2 separate regions of the Cricetulus griseus genome follow, and region 2 is linked to region 1. The links are chromatin contacts, called in public Hi-C maps. All regions are on one chromosome and are shown on one strand. The core of a region is the stretch at or near the end of the contact, and the rest is flanking DNA. Distances in the headings are between cores, read along the strand shown. Region 1 has its middle 48 kb from the start of Klf6. Region 2 holds the start of Klf6 (Krueppel-like factor 6).

Region 1 (7,726 bases), core at 1,496-3,995:
GCAGGATAGCGTAGTGATGAAGACCTCCTACCACTCTTGTGGAGGACTTGAGTTTGATGGACTTGAGTTTGATTCACATTACCCACATCATGCAGCTTACAACTACCTGTGACTCCAGATCCAGGGGATTTGATGTCCTTGGCCTCTCTAGGCACCCACACACACATGCACATACCCACACAGACACACAAGCACATATATAATTGAAAATAATACATTCTAAAGAAAACAGCCTACCATTGAACAATAAGAGAACAGAAGATAAAACAAGCTTTATTAAAACATTAAATTCCAAAGAACAGTAGAACTGAAGATGGTATCAACATATAGTGACACAGGAAACTAAAAAAAAAAAAAAAAATAGTCTTGAACAAACAAAGCAGTAAACAGAACAATACAGAGACCGATTCTATTTATATGAAGCAAAATCTTTCAAAAGTCAGTAATAAATTATTTGCAGACACCTTGGACTTAGAAGTACAAATAAAATAAGCAAGCAATCAACACAGACTCCATTTATCTCTTTCTATTATTGTGCAGTACTGAATTGAAGATAAAAACTGTATACCTTAGAAAGTACTCTACTGTTGATCTAAATCAGGGTTGCCTGCCCAGATTCTCTTTCTTGTTTATTTGTTTTTTACATTTTGTTTTGAGGCAGAATTCTTTAAGTTGCTGAGTCCAGCCTTGAACTTTGGAGCCTCCTGCCTGTGCCTGGGGTTGCATGTCCCCACTGATGAACATCTTCATCTGTGACATCAAAGGGACCAGCAAGCCTCTTCTCCATGTGGCTGTCATCCAAACTAAAAGCAGGCGATGTAGACAATGTGTTTAGTAGGCTGATCTCCAAACTGATGTGCTCTGCTTGCCTTACCCCTGGGATCAGGCCACATTATTTCTAATCTGAGTTAGCTATTTCCCAGGGTCTCTCAAGTTTCAACAAAATTGATATAATATTTTAATGATTATTAGTTTAATTATAAAATATCTCTAAAACGTCACATTGTTTGTGTTGTTTCTGTGTTTATGATATGCAAATGCATTCTGTACCCTCTGTAGGCTACCACTAGACCCCCTCCCTCTATGTGGTCCTCCACCCAGCACACTGCTTTTGTAGTTTTATAGACTGTCTATTATGATTGGCTTCCATTAAACACATAGAGTCCAAACATGCTGAACCTTGCCTATCTGTCCCATAGAGAATATTACACAGTATCCTTCCTGTAGTTTCATGTCTTCTCTCAACTTCCCAACCCACACACAAGTACTCTAATTCCAGCAAAGTGTCACTTGCCCCTTTCCACCTGAAGCAGCAGGTAAATAACTCTAGCAAAGCATAGCTCATAATTTGTTGCCAGTGACTATTCACAATGAACCCCTCTTGGAGTAATCTTATTTTGTATTTTAAATTACCAGGACTTTTGAGCTGAACATCCATCCACGTTGAATGGAAGAATACACTAAATGCACAACATAATTATAAAAATGCACATAGTTGCAGGACTTTAATTCTTTCAGTGCATTAGAATAAATGCTGACAAAATTGCAATAATGCAATTTAAGCATTCTGAATATGCTAGAAGCCCAATGTATTCTTACTAGACTAAAATCACCATTACCCTCCATCTAATAACATCATCTGCCCTCTCATTTCCCTGAACAACCTGATAATAATTGTGGCAGATTTGTGATGTGCTGTAGTTAGGAAAAAGTCATTTTTAAAAATTATTTCTTTTACTTTTTTTATTAAATATAGTCATATCATTGCCCCTTCCCTTTCCTCCCTCAAAACTCTCCCACATACCCCTTCTTGCTCTCTTTCAAATTCATGGTCTCTTTTTATTATTAATTGCTTTTACACACACACACACACACACACACACACACACACACACACATACACACACACAATGTATAAGGTTACCTGTATGTATGTTTTCAGAACCAACCATTTGACATTGGATAGCGAATTGTTGTGGTTAAGAACCTATGAGCTCAATACTCAGGGAGGAAGTAAATTCAAGACCAGTTATCATTATAATACTGATACTGCTGTAAGCATCTGATGAAAATCCTCAGGTTCCTAGGAACTTCTCTGAGAAGAAGGCAGAGAGAAGGAAGTAAGACTATTTCTCCTAGAAAACAATAATTTTTAAAAGAGGATAAAAGCATGCAAATGATAGTTCAATTGCCAGATGCATCCATGTAAAAGGCATGCAATTACAAACTGAGCACAGGGGAGGCAAAGACAAGCAGGTCCCTGAGGCTGACTGGCCATCCAGTCTAGCTTGTTTGGCAAGTTCCAGGTCAATGAGAGACCCTGTATCAAAATAATAGGGTAGAAGTTACCTGAGGAGTGTTGCTTAAGGTTGTTCTCTAGAATTTACAAATATATATATACACATATACCTGCACACACACACACACACACACACACACACACACACACACGCACGTGCGCGCTCGAAAAATATCAGTGTAAAATACAAGAATGTCTCTAATTCAAATAAACAGAGGAATCAGTTTTAAAAAACAAACAACAAAAAAAGGATCATCCCAAAATGGAGCCATGAATTCCCTTTGTCCTGTGAACAGATAACTTTCAGAGTCCCTAAACTATTTTGTGGTTCTAGTATCTGTGTGTTAGAAGTTGACAGAAAATCCCCAGAGAATTGTTTAGGTTAGATATGTTGAGAAAGCCCTATGGAATGTGATTAAACTAACAAGGAAGATTGGAGTTACTCACAGATGTTAAGCCGATATTACCAGTCATTCTCAAGCTGCATTACTACTTAAAAGTAGAACAGATATGTACTATAAACATCATTCAACTGATGGGACTTCAGTAATTTGTTAGCTATTCGGGACCACTCTGACATATTATTTTGTATTGTTATGAATCATCATTGCTATTATTATATGAGGCATGAATAGCCAAAATAAACATAGCAATTACTACACTCTAGGTAATGTTATGATTGTTTTAAATATAGAACCCATTTTACTCTCACACAAAAATTCCAACAGTTGGGCAACAAATCCTGGATAAGTAAATTGAGGCACAAAGAAATGAAAAGTAGCAAAGCCTGTGTTTCAAGCCCAGTGCCCATCTCAGAGAAGGATGGCTCTCAGGAGACAATACAAACTATTATAGTACCCTATTGATTTGTTTACTCTTGTGGCTAAAAGAAGTTTGATGATTTGTCAAAGATAGAAACTAACATTCAATTCTGTGTTAGGTATGTGTATTTATGTTGGTGTTTCTATGTTCATTATTTGCTTAGTGTGAACTAGATATAAATGGCTTTTGGCAATATCATTTTTAAGGATCTCATGATTTCCATCTTGTACATTCAACCCTAAGAGAATATCAGTTTTGAGTTCAAAACACCATCTTTCCCAACAGCTTCCAAGTACCAATAAGTATGAATTAAGGGTACAAAGAAATCCTTCAATAAAACCAAGCAATTCTCTAGTGGTTTCCAGCGGGGAAGTCCTACAGTGCAAAGTCAGAACTTTTGAGTTTTTGTGCCCTTAATAGAGTACTTCTAATCCTTTGGATCCATTACCTATAACTTTGTTTTATTTAAGTGCTGTAGTCTATAATGTACATACTTGTTGGAATGATGTCTATGTCTTCTGTCTGCCAGGGTAAGCAGGTAACTAAATAAGTTACAGCTTCATTTTAATTAAAAATGATGACTCTTGGATTGGCAATGTAGCTCAGTTGGTAGTTGCTTCTCTAGAAAGCATGAAGCTCTGTGTTTGAGCACAGCATCACTGTATACTATCGATGGTGTCGACTGTTTTGTAATGACAGCATCACAGAGGAGAGGTTAAGAGTATCAAAGGCTTGAGATCATCAGTGGCTTTGTAGTGAATTCAAGGCCAGTCTGGGATACTATGTCCAAAAAAAAATAGGGGGAGGGGCTGCAAGTGAGTAAAAGTGGTTGTTACCAAGACTGACAAGAGTCCAGTCCTAGTAACATACTTTCAAAAGACAGAACTGACTACTGCAAGTTGTCTACTATCCTCTAACCTTCACACATGCATTGTGTCACACACACACACACACACACACACACACACACACACACACACACACACAATGTCATAAGAACAGTAGAGATTCCCCAGTGGTTAAGAACACTTGCTGTTGTTTCAGAGAACTCAGGTTTAGTTCCAAGCACTCATTGGTTGCTTACAACCATCAACCATCTGTTAGTTCCAGTTCCAAGGGATCTGACACCCTCTTCTGTCCTCTTAAGGTACTAAACACACATAGTACATATACATACATATAAGCAAAAAACAGCTACAAAATATTTTTTAAGAAAAGATTTAAAAAAATAATGTCAGGAAAAATTTAATATAAAATCTATGAGTTAATTTCAAACTAAGCAGACTTAAAAAGACCTTGGAGATCCAGAAAAGAGTTGGCTTTTAAAAGGTTTGTATTTTATGTACACATTAAGAAGGAATTATTTACTTGACAGACACAACTGAGAAATGAGTTTTCAAACCTCCTGCAAAGTAAAAGCATTTATTGATGGGTTAATATTATTTAATGAGTTAGTATCTTTTGTTAGCTATTAATACCCATTAAGAGTTAATGCATTTATTAAGAGATTTAATACATATTTGAAATTGTTCATTAATTTAGAGAACTTTTAAAATTCACTTTGATAGTTGTATGGTTTATTTTAGAATATTCGATAATCAATTATACATGTATAAAATTTTACATAATAAAAATTTCCAAGTATAGAATGTGCTAATGATGAGATAATATATAAGAAGCATTATACATCTATAACAAGCAATTTTCAGTAAAATATCACAGATATTTAAGATTAATCTAGTTCAACATTTTACTCTTTAATGCTAAATAATGCAGTGAATTAATTCAGTACACACTGGCAAAAGATGTTTACTAGAGTTACCTATTTCAAGTTTCTATGCTACTTCTGTGAAATTCTTCTGAATTCTTCTTCATTATGTTCAAATACCATTCACTGTAATTTTTGAAATTTACTAATTTTTAAAAGTTTAAAATTAATGATTTTGGTAAGAATTTTCTTAGGGTCTTTATGGAAGTGAATGGTGTGATGAAACAAAACCAAATAAAACTAAGGCCCTTCCTGCAACAGATCATGGTCTAGCCTGGCAAAACTGGTAACTCAAATATAAAGCAGATTAACAATAAATTAACTATGAAGATTGAAATATCTTGCTAATATTCACATTTGATTTTAAACATTTTTTTTTTAATATTGAGGGAGGTAGGGTCTGGTTTTAGAGGTTATCTTTACACATTAAGAAGAAACTTCTCATATGTCCATTAAAACAGAATTAGGTTGGAGGAAGCAGCCTCCATGTAGGTGCCTCCATGTAGGGCTGGAGAATATTGGAAATGAAAGATGGAGATGAAACTAGTTTGTACCAACATCAAAAACTTCCAACTCTGACCCAACCAAGAAATACTAGTTCTTCTCTACTGCTTCTCAGAAGCACAGTGATGAGGAGAGCAGGATGCAGAGCAGAACTCAAAACCTAGTGATTTTATCTGACTCATAGTTTGCCTTCACTCTTTGACTTTGCTCAGCATCATGGCTCCCTGCCAACCCCAACTGCTCATGGTTCACTGCAGGGACTGCTCTGGAAAGTATCTCCTGCTGTCAAAAACTACTAGCACTCCATCCATCTCCTACCTCTTGTCTGCTTTCCCCACCACCCTCATGGAGAAGCATGCCCTTGGATTAGATTCTCTTTGCTCTGAGCTAAGGATGATGTAACCCTTACCACAATGAATGATGCTGATAATGTATTGATACATCACCAGAAGCCATTCTTCTACACATTTATGAATCCTAGGTGTAGAATTGTGTGTTTCATGTTTGCTCTCCACTTTTGTCCTTACAATAATCCACATGGAAGCTAGTACTTCCATCCTCATGGTAAATTGGAAGTTAGAGTCTAAGAAAATTAAATAGTAGAACCTATACTGGAAAACTTGAAAGCGACTGAATGTTGTCACTTCCATCTAGACAGCATGCATGCACGGGATATGTTACTCCAGGGGAATCCCAGTTAGTCTCTATTTCAGGATAGCCACTTACAAAAATCCTTCTAATCCTACCCTCTTCCTCTTCACCTGCTATCCAGTGCTAGGATATCCTTGGGAACGCTTTTGGTATGCTTTGGGTTATTTGGTGAGAGAATCTAGGCCTATTCCACTTTAGCCCACCACCCCTAACAGAGAACATTCCAAGGAAAAATAAATGTCCCCAAGCATGAATATAAGAAAGCCCAAGGCAAGCTTTGGAACTATCTAGCCTTCCAGAAAGTGTCTTTGTCTGTTAATTTCTGTCCTACTTGTCTATAAACCTCTATTTTCTGTTTCTATAAAGATTCTCCTTCTCACAGTGGGATTCCCAGAAAAGCATCTGTGTCTTTTAAGGAACCAACCAGACACTATCTTCAAGAACATCTTCTGTCCATTGATTTCAAAATCCTTTCTACTTAGATAAGCAGCTTTAGAATGACGGGAACCAAAGACTGCACTCCTTGACACTATTAGAAAAGAAAGTGAATGATGGAGCTTTCTATTTCACTGACAGTGGGCACACTTCCTTAAGCTTCATTCTCATCACTTCCTGATTATCCACACTGTCATTTGGCAAAGTTAAAGTGTTAAACAAAAAGACATAAACCTTGTATTATTATGGTCTTCATCCTGAAAATATGTCTAGCCATAGGATGCTTTTAAATTAGAGTTTCCATCTCTCTATTCATAAAATGGCAGTACCTTAACGTTAAAGTACATTAACTGCCTCAGAGCAATAGTACAGGAAATGATTAGCTCATATAAAAGTTACTAAAATATAAATTCTATCACCAAACAGTTCTATATGAAGGCAAGGCCCTTCCCCTTTTTTTTTCTTCAGGAAATTGAATATATGGTCATTTATTGTAAATACAAATTCATTTACCTAATTCCATCACTTCATCCCTTGGCTAAGCAGATGTTTAATAAGCACATGTTGAACCAAACTGAGCTATCTCACTTCTCCACAAGCATTGGCTTTCAAAAGCACAAAAAAAAAAAAAAAAATCTATTCGTATTTCAGTTGCAATTTCTTCAAAGTCTATGCTCAATTCAGGTTAAGGTAGACATTAGTATAAGTTTCAAACTCAATTTTTAATATGAATGCTATTTTAAGTTTCTTTGTAAAAGCAGGATGTATCATTAGGCTAACAATGAGAGCATGCAGACTGTGTATTCTGAAAAGGAAGAGATCAGATTTCACTCCAAATGAATGTATGATTGCCTATGTTCCTGCTATGTCACAAGTCTAGCGAAATGGGTCCCTAACAACCAGTGTTCTTTATCCATAAAAAAGCAGTATCCTTTATCCATAAAACAATATGCTGGATGTATTTTGTTAATATGATGCACAGCAGCACTCAGAAAATGTTGACACAGATGCGGTAACAATAGAAAATGGGAACTTATCTTCCTTCCATTGTCCCAGTCTGCTGCCACGTTCACAGACTGTTTTCCATGTGTTTCCCCGTTAAAGCTAAATCATGTCAGCATGAATATAACAGAATTATAATTAACTTCCCGAAAGAACGCTGATCTCAGACAGAAGGATTCCATTGCCAATGCAGAGATGATCTTTGTGTGTAAATGGGGGAAAATACAGCTCCATATTCCCCAATG
Region 2 (7,726 bases), core at 3,074-5,573, 49 kb after region 1:
ACTCAACACACCCATCATGCAACAACTCACGTGTACTTTTAAAGATGGGATTTTTACAGAACAACTCAAGGAAACAATCAAATGAAACAAACACAAATCAAGTTGCTGTGGGAGAGGGGGATATCTTGTTAAATATGCTCCAAACAAACAAAACTGGCTTCTGAACCATGCATGAGAATGGTCTTTGCCCATATAATTAGGGGGGTAGTATTGCAATTACCTTTGACTAGTCTTGTAAGACCCCCTTTGAATTTCCTAGGTGAACAAGAAAGTCAAAACCTAGTTACCATCTACGGATCTCTGAACTGAAAGCTCAGTCTATTTATGAACTTCATTTTAAACCATTGGTTTCGCTACAAAACGCAACAAAGGGAACTTCATGGTGAGAAATGAAGGAGCTCTGCATGGAAGCATAAGAGACAGAACAAAAGTGAAAAAGGGCATGGACACAGTGGGCATGTGAGGAAATAGCCCAGAGTGCCAGGGAAGCTGAGCCCTCTGCATTTAGGACTATGCCACCACACAGACTGGCTTGTGGGAGAGAGAACCAGATGAGGGTGGGTGAGAAAGGGATCATCCTCCAGGAGTCCACCACTTATTAGGATTGGGCAGCATAGGGGGGTGGGGGGTGGGTAAGAGATGGGGGGTAGGGGTGAGTAGAGATCTTCAGCTCCTGACAGAATGAGCTCTTACTGGAGTTACTGTATAGCCCCAGGCCCAAATTTGCTTCTTATCTGCTGTGTGATCTGCACAGTGGATATCATTTTAATGCCTCATCAGCCATAAATATCAAGAGCAAAGTTGAAAATGGAGCACGTTCAATGAGTTAATATTGCCTTCAACTTATGGCTTATATAGAATGGGGGTTTTAATACATTATGATTTTTGACATGCCGACTCTCAGTCCCCCACCAACTCCCAGTGTTCATGAGGTGGGTAAACATGCTGGTAGATTGCAAGGGTATCCAGTCACATCCCCAGAACCTTCTTTCAAAAGAAGCAAAGGCTGTTGAAGGTCAAGATTTCACCCCCTTAAACCCAAGTCCTATATCCAGCCATCAGTTTTCTTTCCTGATCAGAAAAGAAGAAACTCACGTTCAATGACCACCATCATTCCTTTAGAACATACAAGAAAGCTCAGTTATTTGGGTGAAGGAACAGGAAGGCTTAGAAGGCCCCAGTCCCAGAGCCCTCATGCTGAGTTGACCTAAAGTCAGATCTGAGGACATACCCTCCTGCCCCTAGTAGCCTCCTCTCTTCCCTGCTTACACCCTGCCTCCAGCCACAGTAGGAATGTAGGAATTTGGAAATATGTGCACAGAAAGATACACTAGAAGAAGCACAAAACCAGATACTGGGGACCCCCTAGTAAACATAGGCAGCCACAGCTTGTATAGTGGTTTGGGGATGGTAGGCATTGTGATTCCCAGAAGCACTCTACCACTGGTGTATCCTCAGCCCCTTTCTTACTGTTTTCAAAAGTTGTTTAAGACTTTTGAAACAGTCTCATCAAGTTTCCCAGACTAACCTTGAACTCACTCTGTAGAGCAGGCAAGCCTTGCTCTTTTGCCTCAGTCTCTCAAACAGCTGAGATTCTATGGATATTTTCATCAGACCAGATGAACTTTTTTTCTCTTCAGATATACTGGCCAAGGCCAAATTTATGGATAGTTTAAAGTCATGCTTTTCTTCCATCCATACTTCCCCATCTGAATGCCTCTGACCTATGTGTTTCTGTTAGGCAGTTTAAAAATCAGACATCATTGGCCCTGGTGTTGGTGGCTCACACCTTTAATCCCAGCACCCTGGAGGCAGAGGCAGGCAGATCTCTGTGAGTTCGAGACCAGCCTGGTCTACAAGAGCTAGATCCAGGACAGCCTCCAAAGCCACAGAGAAACCCTTTCTCGAAACCCCGCCCCCCACAAAAAAAATCAGACATCATTTGTAATACTCGGATCACATGGATAGTCCTTCTTGCATACGAAGCCAAAACTGTTTTCCCATCAATAGTTAAATGCTCAGGAATACAAGCATTCAAACGTCTTTGGAGCCCTGCCCCTTACCCCAACTATGACATGGACTTTTGCCTGCTTTGTAAATCTATGTGTACCTGGCCAGTCACAGGATGTGAATAATATGTGCTGAATGCCTAATGGGAGCAGCAGGAAGTCACACAGTTTATTCTACTTGGAATTCATTCAGGGGATGAATGTACTCTACTTTTACACTAATTTTTTTCTGAAAGTCACAGTTTTGATTGTATCTCTATTAATGTCCAATTAAATCCAGTCTTGTAAAAATAAACTATGCAAATCTTCTATTTAACTGGCAGTGCTTGTAAGAGACAAGGAGAAATTTTGGCATTCTATAGGAATGTAAGGGACTGTGTGAAAATGATGACTAATTCTCTATCCAGCAAGGGAAGTTTCAATATCTTCATTATGACACCCCTAAGGAATTACAGACTCCTCCATGCTTTATTAAGGCCTTCACTTAGTGTCATATACTTTCACCTCATCCTTTACCATGTGTACTGTCATGTTGGCTTTCATTCATAGATTTGATCTGATTCTTGCTTCCTTTGTTAATTCCAAAGGCATAAGCTTGCTACTAATTATAAAGCTCTAGGTCCATATAAGGGCTTCGCTGGGAAGTTAGTTCACCCTATGTATGTGTGTCCTAAAGCCATTTCCATTCCCTTCCTGGAAACAAAATATAAACACATAACTCAGAGAGGGACAGGTTTGCCTCTTTGTCACTAGGGTAAATGGGATGAATGAAGGCCAATGGTCACCTTCATGTATTCCAAACAATACGCATTCTTCTTCTTTTTTTGGAAAGATAGCTTTTCCCAACTTAGCACTCATTAAGTATGCCCACCTAAGAACCTTATAAGCTTACAGTTCTGGTACATGCATCTGTTTAGACTTCTAAAATTAAATACGAAAAATCTTCTAAAATTATTTTACATAGTTTATGTTTAAAAGGATACTATTCATTAAGTATTACTTTTGAAGTTGTCATAATTGGTTTTTGCTGTTGTTGTTGTTTTACTCAAAAATATAGTTGCTCAGTCTTCATTTTTTAAATGAACATCATGGTGTGCTTTAGGAGACAATTTATATGAACAGAAATTAATGTCAGCTTCAGCTTAATTTAAATTGTTTACACATCCTCGGGAAAGCCTGCTAACCTGGTGAGGCATCTTGGAGCCTGCCTTCCGCAAGATAAACAGATTTCTACCCCATATACAGCAGAATCTGTATCATATTAGAATGAGAGCCGTGCATCAAGCGCAAGGGCATTTTTAAGCTGGAGATGCCTAGCAATCCAACTTGGGGTGGTGCCAGGTCATCCGTGTGAGCTTGCTAAAGCCCAATCGGGTTGTTTGGGGTGCTATCTTAAAAGCTGCGCTTACAACTTCCAATAGATAAAATTCATTCCAGAGAATCTGAGTGTAACTAACCCACGGGTCAGGTAAGGCTCTTTCTGGGTGCTCCCAAGTGTGGGTTATTTTGGAGAACGAGCGAGTCTCGGGATCCCTTCAGCCCCCTCCCAGGGATCCAGACAGAAATTACCATACAGGGACTCTAGTGCACCAAGTTCCCCTGCTGTTTGTTCCTACGGTCCCATCACTACACAGGGATCCGCGGGCCTGTTTGCGCCCACTCCGGCCACCTCAGTATCTCTGAGTATGGAGAGGATTCCGGACAAAGAGAGAAATCAGGGGACCAAGCAGAATGGAGGGTGAGGGAAGGATCAGGGGACACCGGCATCGAGCACAGAGGGACGGATGAAGTGAAATAAGGGGACCGGGCAGATATCAGCTCCCTTGTTTTGCTGGGTCCCGGTCCGGGTGACGGGATCAGAAGGTGGAACCGGGCGGCTGGGCGGCGGGGACAGGTGCTGGATTGCCCCGGCCAGGTTCCTCCAGCTCCGGCCGCACATTCTCCGGCCGCACATTTGCGGCGTTCGGCCGTGCACCTCCCAGCGCCGACTCCTTCGGCGCCTCGTAGCCCTCGCCATTTATACCCTGCTAAAAATAGCCTGCGAGTCGTCTTCCCAATCAACTCAGGCCGAGTTCGAATTGCACCAATAGAGAGGCCCGTAATGGAGAGGCTCGGTCACGCCAGGCGGGGCCGCCTTGTGTCCGCACCGGCGATTGGTGCAAGCTGACATCATCGTCGCGCTGCCCCCGGGACAGGCGCGGCCGGATTGGGTATCACTGGGGGCGGAGCTCCAAGCTGGTCACGTGGGGGAGGAGGAGTGGGGGGAGCCAAGCGGGGGAGGAGGGGGGAGGCTGGCAGCGGAGCTTTGAATAGGGAAGTTTTGCAGGGGTTACGCTTGCAGTCAGTCCGCTGTTTGCAAATATTGCGTGGGCTCGGCGCGCTGCGGGCTGCGGGAGGGTCCGGACCCGGCGTCCGATTGCAGCGCCATCCAGTTTGCATGAAACTTTCACCTGCGCTCCCGGGGACAGTTTCTGCTCCGACTCCTGATCGCTCTCCTCCCTGTTTTCCCGACAGCGAGGACTGTCTTTTCCAACCCGACATGGATGTGCTCCCAATGTGTAGCATCTTCCAGGAACTACAGATTGTTCACGAAACGGGCTACTTCTCGGCTCTGCCGTCCCTGGAGGAATATTGGCAACAGGTAAATACGGATTTTTTTTTTCTTCACGTGCCCGGTGCGCCGAGAAGGGAGTCTCGCGGAGGCGCAGGCAAGATGGTGTGTGCTTGGAAGTGCATCTTTTAAATAATGATTAGCGTTTGCCTAATTTAAAAAAATAAAGTAATGATCTTAAGATGCCCTTCTGTTGCCTGAAATGATGAAGGCACAGTAAAGCGAGCCTTCGGCGGCTAGGACTAGAGTTGTCATTTGTGTGGAGGCGAGCTCTTGTTCCCGGAACGTTTTTCTTTATTTCTTTATTTATTTTTCTGTTTTTGCTAATTCCGAGCTTCCAAGCGGCATCCACCTGAGGGGAGGGAACCCAAGATTTCTCTGCCGAATTCAGACCGGAGCCGTTGGCACAAGTTTGGGGCTTGTACCAGCTCCAAACTCCACAGCTGGACTTTGTCATATGAACGAGCTTGCCTTTACTGCCAAAAGATTTGATTTAAAGATTTTGTTTTGTTTTGATGTTTGTACACCCAGTGTTTTAAAGTATAATATTTCGCCTGCGGAACGCAGCAGCTTTTTTTTTTTTTAACTCAAGGCCATTTGCAGTTTCTTTTCCTTCTGGATAAATTCTTACATTCGCCAATGTCTGCCTTGTTTTTCTTACCTGCTTTTCTTGTTGACTGCGCGGCGGGTGTGTGTGGGGGGGGGGGCTGTTTGCACACAAGTGACTTGTCAGTCATATGACAATGAGTCCATTCCTAATTGCTTCGGGTCTTACTTTGGGGAAGAAAAAGATCTCGATTTCCGGCATTTTAATGGAACTAGAATTTGGGGCAACGGAAATAAAAGCCCCCCCCCCCGCCCCCCATTCTAAGTCTTAGGATTCCCTTAATGGCGTGACAGTCTCGAACACTTTTTACCATTGTCTCTAAAACGATGGTTTGGTGGATGTCTCTCTACCCTTCTGGGCTGGCTTTTTTTTTTTTTTTTCCTCCAAGTGAATTAGCAGATGAAATATATTCTGTGGGTTTCACAACCTCCCTGCCTTTAAAACGCATGAAAAGCGAAGTGCTGGCTGAAACCTCCACATGCCGGCTTAATTGTTCACAATCCTCTCCTGCCTTCTTCTCCCCCTCCTGGTTTTTCCTCCTCAAAGAAGCTGCTCCCTGGGACGTGATTGAAATTGATCTTAGTAGTTTCCTTTAGGCATTTGGGATTTGGGCAACAAGCCAGACTTGGCTCCTGGTCCCCTTCAGAGCCTTTTAAACTCCCAGAGAGCTGGGATCAGGTCCCCACTGCTCATCAGCATAATGGAGATTTTAAATTAGCCAGTTGATTAAAGTTTAACAAGATCTTCATAAATGTGCTCGCCTTTTCTTTGGAACATCAATAATATGTATCACCACCTCGATTCAGAATACTGTGTGCACTGTAACAGACATCGAATTTTGGGGGGAAAGAGAAAACAAGAACCCCCCACTCCACCCCCCCCCCCTTTGACTTGTGCCTGCTTGCTGTGTGAAGCATCTACAGGGAGGGATTAGGATCTCTGTATAGTGTGATAGAAGGCATTGTTTAGTAAGCATTAGCCCTTTTGCTGGTAGGCTGTGCTCAAGATGGTCTGTACCCTGATAACAATTTGTTGCAGTTTGGTTTCGAAATTTCTATCTGTAGAATGGAATAGTCAGCGGCACAGACATCCTTATATGGGCATGCAGGCAAGCCTAGTGAAAAATCAGGGCCGACATAATTTAATCCTAAAATGTTTCCTACCATTTTTCTTTTCCAGTGGCTAGAAAGTTTGAAATGGTGGGGAGAGGGGATGCTGATCTCTGCAGTTGTGTAGCTCCTTGAAAGGTTGGTTGCGGGGCTGGGGAAGGGGCACCCTGTCCATGGCACACTGCATGTATATTTGAGCCGGGTCCTTATTTGGCTGCTGGTCAGAATTTCAAAAGGAAGTCTCCTTTGGCATTGCGTGAAAGAAATAGGAGTGATGACTCATACTGTTGTACTCTTGGCCAGGAGATAAAGTCCTTGTTCATTGTGGGACTCCCAGAAGGGCCAGGGAGTAATTTCCCCTTTCCATCCTTTACAATAGCAGATGGCCATTCTGGAAGAATTCCTCCACTTGTGTTGTTGAGGTTTCTTGTTTCCTTCTGACCACAGTGAAGAAATCATTAAAGTTTGGTGGTATCCACAGCCCTGTACTTGGGAAATGACATTTAAAAATATACGTAGATATATATGTATATATATATATATATATCCTAGGTCTTAGTTACACAGGACATGGGAGGGTTCTCTTCCAATCTATTGATGTCCCTGAATACAGACAGATCTGCTGTCTGCTCTCTGACTACAGCCAGCCCTATATTGTCAGCTGTGTCCCTAAGGGGTGGGGGGGTCTTCAGACCATACTGTGTGCTGTGCAATCTTTCTGTCCTGTTGTGTGAATACTTGTGGATGGCTGGGGCTCTCAGTGATGCTCCTGGTTCTAGAGAATGTCAAACGATCTGGTTAAACCTGTTAGGTTGGTGGGAGGGGGTGTGATGTGTGGAAGGCTGATTTTCTTTGTGTGGTTTACCAGGATCCTCATTAGCAATGTCAACACTTGTAACTATAACAACAAAACAGGCCCAGTGATCATCACTCATTGTGGCCATTGGTCCAACACTGAAGAAACCAAGAGAGGCTTTACCTCTGCTTTTCCTTCGTATTCCTAGAAACAGCTTTTCTCTAGCATTCATGAGGAAATAGATTCCCATTACAGAAGACTTTGGCCCATAGTACGTGGCCCAGAAATAATTTATTTGTTCTTTGTTGCATGTTTTCTTTCTTTCTTTTTTTTTTTCTATGTGCTTTCAGTTCCACTTTCAGTAGTCGTAACAATCACGTGCCTTTTTGTGGTTCATTCTGCACAGACCTGCCTGGAGTTGGAACGCTATCTTCAGAGTGAGCCCTGCTACGTGTCAGCCTCTGAGATAAAATTTGACAGCCAGGAAGATCTGTGGACCAAAATCATTCTAGCTCGAGAGAAGAAGGAGGAATCAGAACTGAAGATTTCTTCTAGTCCCCCAGAAGACTCTCTGATCAGCCCCAGCTTTAATTA

Evidence for each region. Hi-C and Micro-C count contacts between places; a contact is called where the count stands out from the background.
Region 2: a contact with region 1 is called in a Hi-C map of the CHO-K1 cell line, with 4 times the contacts expected there. The contact joins the promoter of Klf6 here to the enhancer-like site in region 1. A contact is called at or near these places in 4 of 8 Hi-C or Micro-C datasets (the CHK-Q cell line, the CHL-YN cell line and the CHO-K1 cell line).

Annotation. Positions count from the first base shown.
Region 1 is chr3:230,468,061-230,475,786 of CriGri-PICRH-1.0, forward strand. No RefSeq gene overlaps it. Among named protein-coding and RNA genes, the nearest start is that of Klf6, 48 kb to the right of the region's middle. Within about 2 kb of position 2,746, at least 2 of the 6 cell types and tissues checked have open chromatin away from gene starts, as enhancers often do. A contact at or near this core is called in the CHO-K1 cell line, where this site is marked.
Region 2 is chr3:230,515,380-230,523,105 of CriGri-PICRH-1.0, forward strand. It overlaps Klf6 (Krueppel-like factor 6), which reads left to right and starts at 4,324. Exons shown (of 4, transcript XM_027405085.2): 1 at 4,324-4,650; 2 at 7,539-7,726. The coding sequence starts at 4,447.